Regions from separate parts of the Mus musculus genome. Here region 2 is linked to region 1. The links are chromatin contacts, called in public promoter capture Hi-C maps. All regions are on one chromosome and are shown on one strand. Each heading gives the region's core, a stretch centred on a gene start, on an enhancer-like site or on the middle of the called end of the contact. The rest is flanking DNA. Distances are from core to core; before and after follow the strand shown.

What was found. Promoter capture Hi-C pulls out the DNA fragments that hold promoters and counts their contacts.
Region 2: a promoter capture Hi-C map of pre-B cells shows a contact between it and region 1, with 9 times the contacts expected there. The contact joins the promoter of Rbks here to the promoter of Ube3c in region 1. A contact is called at or near these places in 2 of 39 promoter capture datasets (liver and pre-B cells) and 1 of 484 Hi-C or Micro-C datasets (pre-B cells).

What each region holds. Positions count from the first base shown.
Region 1 is chr5:29,567,395-29,571,119 of GRCm38.p6, forward strand. It overlaps Ube3c (ubiquitin protein ligase E3C), which reads left to right and starts at 1,848. Exons shown (of 23, transcript NM_133907.3): 1 at 1,848-2,186. The coding sequence starts at 2,121.
Region 2 is chr5:31,695,950-31,699,674 of GRCm38.p6, forward strand. It overlaps Rbks (ribokinase), which reads right to left and starts at 1,661. Exons shown (of 8, transcript NM_153196.1): 1 at 1,561-1,661. The coding sequence starts at 1,652. Babam2 (BRISC and BRCA1 A complex member 2) reads left to right here and starts at 2,101. Exons shown (of 12, transcript NM_144541.1): 1 at 2,101-2,128.

The DNA.
Region 1 (3,725 bases), core at 598-3,097:
CTACCTCTTCCCCCGGCCTTTTAGTCATTACATATTTATTCAAACAATTACAAAAATATTGGGGCTCTTGTCACTGTTGCCAATACAGCACTAAACTTGAGGTTGGCAAGATGATTCAGCAGTAAATGTGCTTCCCATCAAGCCTGACGACTGAACTCACACTCTTGAATACACTTGGTAGTGGAGAACAGACTCTTATAAATTATCCTCTGACATTCAAATATGTGTACATACACACACACACACACACACACACACACACACAGAGCCAGTGAGAGAGAGAGAGAGAGAGAGACAGAGAGAGAGAGAGAGAGAGAGAGAGAGAGAGAGAGAACTGGTAAAATGATAGAACAGATGAAAAGTACCAGTTGCTTGCTACCAAGTCTTATGACCTGAGTTTGATTCCTGGTACCCATATAGTGGAAAGAGAGACAAGTTGTACTCTGACCTCCACATGCACATCATGGCATGCACCCTACCCCATAAACACTAAGTAAACTAAAATGTACATTTTTTTAATTAAAAAGAGGACTGGCTTGTATGGTGGTACAGATCTTTAATCCTAACACTAACAGGCAGTGGATAGAGGATCACTGTGAGGTCCAGGCCAGCTAGGGCTATACAGTGAGACCTTATTTCAAAAACAAAAAATTAAACTGTGCTGGAGACATGGCTCATAAGTTAAGAGCACTTGTTGCAGAAGAACTGGTTTCAGTTCCAGATCCTACATGGCAATTCCAGTTCCAAGAGATCCAATGCACTGTCTTGTACCAAGCACACACACATAATTCACAGACACGTAATATACATGCAGGTCAAATATTCATACATATAAATAAATCTTTTGAAGAAGAAACAAAAACAAAGCAAAACAAGATGTCTTCTATCATGTGCACATGGTAATGCATGTGTATGTGATATATTTATGTATCTGTATATATACTTGTGTATACACAATATACATAACATATATGTATGTACACAGAGCATATACTATATAATACTGTGCATGTACATGACATATATGCATAATATATATTTTTTTTATGCATGCCATGGCATGTATTTGTGTTAAACTCTATGTATATGCATACTGTTTTATGCATATGTATATGTGTATATATGCATGCATACATGATATATATTTATGTTGGTTTGTATGACATATGTGTATGTATATATGTTGTATATGACATCGATTCATTTACATTACTTTGTGTATATTTATGTTTGTGCTTATGTATATGTAATAGCACGTTTTTATACATGTACATACATATATTAAACATGCATAAGTGTATAGATATATGATAGGGTATATTTGTGCATTATGTATTTATGATGCATTTATACATTTGGCATGCATTTATATATATATATATGAATATGTGAATATATATATGAATATAACTTTCATTTGTTGGTGTGCATTTGTGTATTTGTATGGTGTGTGTTCACGAATACCTTTGTTCGTATAACATATATTATTCGTCTCTGTCTGTCATGGTGTAGAGTCTCTGCATTAGTAACCTGTTCCCCCACATCTAGCTGGAGGGTGAAAGCGGCCTCTTATGCAGGGCTTCCGGTCTCCAGCAGTGCGCGCGACCCGGTCGGCGTCAATGGGCGGCGGGCGGCGGAAATCGTCTGGTGGCATGACGCACGCGCGGAAGGATGTTGCACCCGCGGAGCCGCGCACGCAGGCAAGTCCAAGGGCTGCCGGGAGGAGCACCGTATTATCGATGGCGGCCCTGGCGTCGGTGCCCGCGCTCGCGGGGGCTGCCGGGAGGAGCGCCGCGCCGTCGATGACCGCGCACGTTCACGGGACCGCGCGCGCAGTGCGGGCGGTCACCATCTTGGTACCTACGGCAGCGCGGTGCAGGCGCGAGTCGGGGCGTCCCTCGCTTGACGGTGGCGCGCTGTGGATAAATAAGCAGCGGGGACAGGCCGGCCTCCAGCGTCGCCGCGCTCGCGCCCGCGTGCAGGGCGGAGAGCGCTGAGCCTCGGGGGGGGCGGCGCGGGACAGCGAGGCCGCGACCCTGCCGGGCCCCGCCCAGCCCGCCGGGCCCGCCCCCGGCCGCTCCGCTGCCTGCCGGGCCGCGCAGATGGGATAAGCGGCGAAGATGTTCAGCTTCGAAGGCGACTTCAAGACAAGGCCCAAAGTGTCTCTCGGTGGCGCGAGCAGGAAGGTGAGGCGGTGCGGCCCGAGGTGTTAACCGAACCCGGGTCTGACAGCACCCAGGCGGCGCTGCTCCGCTGTAAGGTGTGGAGCGAGCTCCAGCCGGGTGCGGCTGCGGTGCAGTCCTGACAGGTTTGTGAGGAGGCTCCAGAGGAGCGCTGTCGAGCCGCGGACTGAGCGGCTGGGTCATTCATTGCGACCTCGCGGCCGCCTGCCCAAGGGCCGCAGTTTTGACCTGGAAGCACGTGCACTGGCAGTCTGGCTGGGGGCGTTACACAGTTAGCTGTCCAGCAGGGCGAGGCAGGTGCCCCCGCCCCCATTCCGCCCTTTAAGAACTCTTTACAAGCTATAAACTTGACATACCCGCTCCTCACAAAGCTTGGAGTGAGTGCCTTGCCCTCAAGAACAGCTTAGGGAAGAGTCCCTCGTGCCTGTGAAGTGGGAGGGGGCAGGTAGGACAAGGTCTTTGTAATCTGCATCGCGCTTTAGCTTGCCCCACTCGGAGCAATACAGAGTTTTGCCTGCCTGAGGCCTGAGGCCCCGGTCGCTTTTGGACCTTTGCTTGGTGATGGTTTTGACACTGGTCGGCTTTTTGGGGCTGTCTGAAGGATGAAGGCAATCGGCCGTGATGCTCTAGGCCGAGCCCGGAATCCAGACAGGATCCCTAGAGTTGTTAAAAGGATTTTTTTTTCCCATTAGGCGAAATTTTAAAGCTTTATTTTAAAAATTTATACATATGAGTGTTTGCCTGCATGTATGTAATGTGCACCACAGGCTTGCTTAGTTCCCGCAGAGGTCAGAAGAGGGCTTCCGATCTCCTGGAACTGGAGTTAAGGACACTTGTGAGTTGACATGTGGGTAGTAGGAAGAAAACCCAGACCCTCAGTAAAAGCAATAAGTGACCTTAACTGCTTAGCCATCTCCCTAGCCCTTTAATGTAAAATTTTTTGTCTTTTTTTTTCCCCCAAATTATTGTACGTTTGAGAGCAGTGTTGCTGAGCCTTTGCTCCAGCTTCATTTTATAAAGGATTTTTATCTGGACACACATTTGTAAATGGTCACTCCTGAAAACGAATGTCCCATCCTACCCATAATTGTTCTTCACCAAGCAAACTGCTTTTCTGACCAGTTTCTACAGGTCACTTTTAACGTTGAGCTTCGTGCAAACGAGGTCAGATGAAGCTTGGTCAGCCTCTGTGCCTTGCTTCTTGAGCTAGGTGCTTTCTTTGATAGATTCTTCCATCCCACTGTGTCCCTGTTAGTTCAGGACCTGAAAAAACCATAATTAACCCATCCTGGTTTTCATGGGTGCTTTGGTGGATGTTGCTTACACTGTGTTCTGCTGGTGCACACTGCCCGTTACTTCCCGAGTTGATGTGCCCACTACCCTACAGCCAGCAGTCTGAGGGCACCACTGACTCAGATCCTGGCCAGTAAGTGATATTAAGAGTCTTTGGAATTAATGGCCATTCTAGTATACTTCATTCATGTCTTAAATTATAATTTGAAATCTTTCCCTTCTTCAGCTTAGTGGAAAATTGATCTTTTC
Region 2 (3,725 bases), core at 411-2,910, 2.1 Mb after region 1:
CTCTTCTGTTATTGCTTCATTTAAAAAAATCATTTTTTTACTTTTAACTCTGTGTGTAGGAAAGCAATGCACTTGGAGGTGTGGGACCCTTTAGATGGGAGTTACAGGTGGTTTTTATCCAATGCTCTTAACTGTTGAGGCCATTTCTGTAGTCCCTACAACATATCAGGGTTTTTGTCAATTAACTTGCCTCTCCCAGTCTCCTTTTTCTTTCTTTCTTTTCTTTTTCTTTTTTTTTTTTTGTTTTTTTCGAGACAGGGTTTCTCTGTGTAGCCCTGGCTGTCCTGGAGCTTACTTTGTAGACCAGGCTGGCCTGGAACTCAGAAATCCGCCTGCCTCTGCCTCCCAAGTGCTGGGATTAAAGGCGTGCATCACCACGCCCGGCCCCAGTCTCCTTTTTAATTCCATCTTTTCTGTTGTGTTTGGTAATTTGAAAGCATAGACTTATTTATTCTATCTATCTATCTATCTATCTATCTATCTATTGTGTACACACTCATGCATCACATATGTAGTGTCCTTCCACCATACTGGGCTCCAGGAACTGAAGGGCATTAGGCTTTAGTCAAGCACCTTTACCTCATAGCCATCTTGATGAATCTGATAACAATTTATAATGTTTTAAGCAAGATTAAGTTAGATATATGAGGCCCCTGGAGCTGTTTTTAAAGTAGATATAGGTAGTTTGGTGAAAGGGTTTGGTTGTTTTGATTACCCCAAGGCCTTATTTCAAAGTTCTCTGCTATCTTTTGGAAAAATAGTTTAGGGACCGATGACACTAAGTTGCTGGGAAATATGGTTATTAACATAAACAGAATTATATGGCCTGAGTTTTTTGGAATACCTGAACTATTTTTTTTTCTACAATGTATATTGCTTATCTGCTTGGAAAGCTGTTTTCATAAAAACAGACGACAAAGCAGAAGGATCTTCCCTACAACCTCTCTGACCTAACTCAACTATTCTCATTTAGCACTATTTGGTCAGGTTTTTAGTGGCTGTAATTGTCATGTTTGTGTGTGTGTGTGTGTGTTTTAAATTTTGAATTCACACTTAGGTTCACCACAAAGGTTGGCCCATGGTTACATTTCCACATAAAAGTAAACTGTAAATATGGAACACTGCAGGAATGCCAACATGAGTGAAAAGGTGTTTGCCTCAGTGCCTTCTTTCACGTGTTCAATCCAGTAATACCCAGTTGGGTCTGGTGGACAAAACACTTCTTGTGCTCTCAACCCTGTGAAGTAGGTACATCATGTTCTCAGAGGTTAAAATGTCATGGGGCAGCCTGGCCAAGGAAACAGGTGCAGGTGTTTGGGGGCGCCCGTAGGTGGGGGTGTCTATCAAAGCTTTCATTCAGTCCCCCCACCCCCCATCCCTGTCCCTTCCTCTGTCATTGACCTCCACAAACTTGAATTCTGCCTTTTCACCTCAGAAGTCGTGCTTGGAAACCTGAAGCTTTCAGGAAAGTTCCAATGGTGGGTGCCCACCGATCCGAGGCCCGGGCATCCACAGTGTGGCTCGCCCTCCCGAGACCTTGCGCTGCGGCCCCGCACTAACCTGACCAGGTCGGTCATGCAGGAACCCACCACTACCACCGCTGCTGCCTCCTCCTCCTGCCAGGGCCTCCCGGGCTCCCCACACGCCGCCATTACTAATCCTGCTCAACCCTGACGCTGCCCTTTGCCCTTTGCCTGACCCCGTAACCAGGGACGCCGCCCCGTCCTCCTTAACGACGCGGGCGTTCCACCCGCCTGTGCCGGTCGCCCTCCCAAATGCCCGAAATCTCTCCGGCCTTTGGCTAGTCCTGATCCCTCTGGGACCGGTGTTCCTGCCCCGCCTCACAAGCACAGGGCCCGGCCGCCACGGCGAGAATGACAGAGCGCGCCAAGCACTAGGCCAGAGCTCCCGGGAACCTTCAGGCGCTACCCGGTCGCCTTCCTCAGCTTCCGGCTTCTCGGCGCGGGGACGCGCACGCCCGGCCGGCTCCGGAGAGGGCGGGACGTCCGGGGGAGCGCGCACGCATCCGGCCCGCGGTTCGCGCGCAGGTCGGTGCGTCGGTCGGGGGCGCGCTCGGGTAACCTGTACCCCGTCTAGTCGCCGGTTACTGATCGGACTTAAGTTCCAGGTACCTGGACCCGGGCTGGTGCGGGGAGGTTGGATCTCAGTCGCACAGGTGGCGCAGAGAGCCATGTTTGAGTATGGCCAGAGAGCTAGCCTCTTCAAGAGAAGGCCCGCGTTCCAAAGATGCCCCGCTCGCCCCACAGCACGCGGATTCCCTCAAGAGCCGCCCCCAAGATCTGAGGCTTCTCTTTCTCCACGTATCTCGTTCAGTCCTGGTTTCTGATGAAGCCCGCCTCTTTTTGCACTTGATGAGGGCATCATACAATTTGGGAGAAAGGGTTGGATCCCTTTAGATTCTCCTCAGAATGGGTGGACATTCTTTGGATCGGAACCAATTCGCTCTCCCCGCCCCTCCCTGATGTTGCCCAGTGGAGAAATTGCTCCCCCACAGTAACTTCCCTCGTGCGCCATATGACGTGGACGTGATGCAGCAGGAGGCCACCCCTTTCCGTTCCATGACGTCAACGGGGGCACATGTTTCCGTGTTTGTCATCCTCTCCTAATTGCGAGAGCCTAGATGGTGCTTTATACGTCTTTGTGTTCCCCAGACAGCCTGCCCACTAAAAGACCTCATGTGACCTTATCTTGCGGCAGCAGATTTTTTTATAAAAATTATATATTTGCATCTTCCGTCTGCAATACATCAAAATCAGGAAATACAAATTGCAAAACAAGCATTCAAGAGAGGCAGGTCACCAAAATTTCCTGCTTCTCTGGAATCAGTTATAATGGTGCCATATGTAAAGGAGAGGTGTGTGTTTCTAATCCATATCCCTGCATATTGTACCAAAGAATCATCTTTTTTTTTTTTTTTCTCTTCAAATTCCTGATTTTGGAGTCAGTATAGTTTTTTTTTTTTTTAACTTTCATTTGTTAGTGAAGTCACACTTACTGAAACATCTTGAAGCTGCACAAAACCTTGCACTGTCAAAAACTTGTATTATAGCTGCTGTTCTGGAGATAAAGACAGAAATCCATTCCCTCAGGTGTGATCCTAACGTCTTGACAGTTGCTGAAGTGGAATGGGTTTTCATAATCACTAGTGTGGTTTGGCGTCTGGAGAAGGTTGTTTCCTTTGGCATTTAATTAGTGAATCATTCAGGCTAGTACCAACACTGGATCAGCAGGAGCCTAGTTGGTGTCTAGCTGTAAAGCAATCATGTGTATAAATTCGTGACTTTGTCTTTATATTTACCGAAGTGTATGCTTTAAAAATTCACCTTGGTGCTTTCTTTAGTGGCCATTGTAATTAATGCTTGAGAAGAGGATAGGAATAGTGGAATTTGAGAGAGCTCTGGACCTGAATTTCAGTCCTTCTGTTTGTTCTTTATGTGACATTAAATAAGTAACTTGATTTGGCTGGTCTTTAGCTTTTGTATTTACAAAATGGAAACAGTATTCATTAAGAAACTGTGTGTGTGTGTGGGGGGGGAGTGGATGTTTGTGCAGAGAGGTGAGTAACAGAGATCATGTGTGAGGTGTTAGTTTGATTTCTCTTTCTTGGAGAAATTTGGTGTAAATTAGATACTCTGAGGAAAAAAACAAACCATGGAACAGTTTTTTTTTTTTTTTTTTTGTCATAAGATATCCTTCTGCTTGCT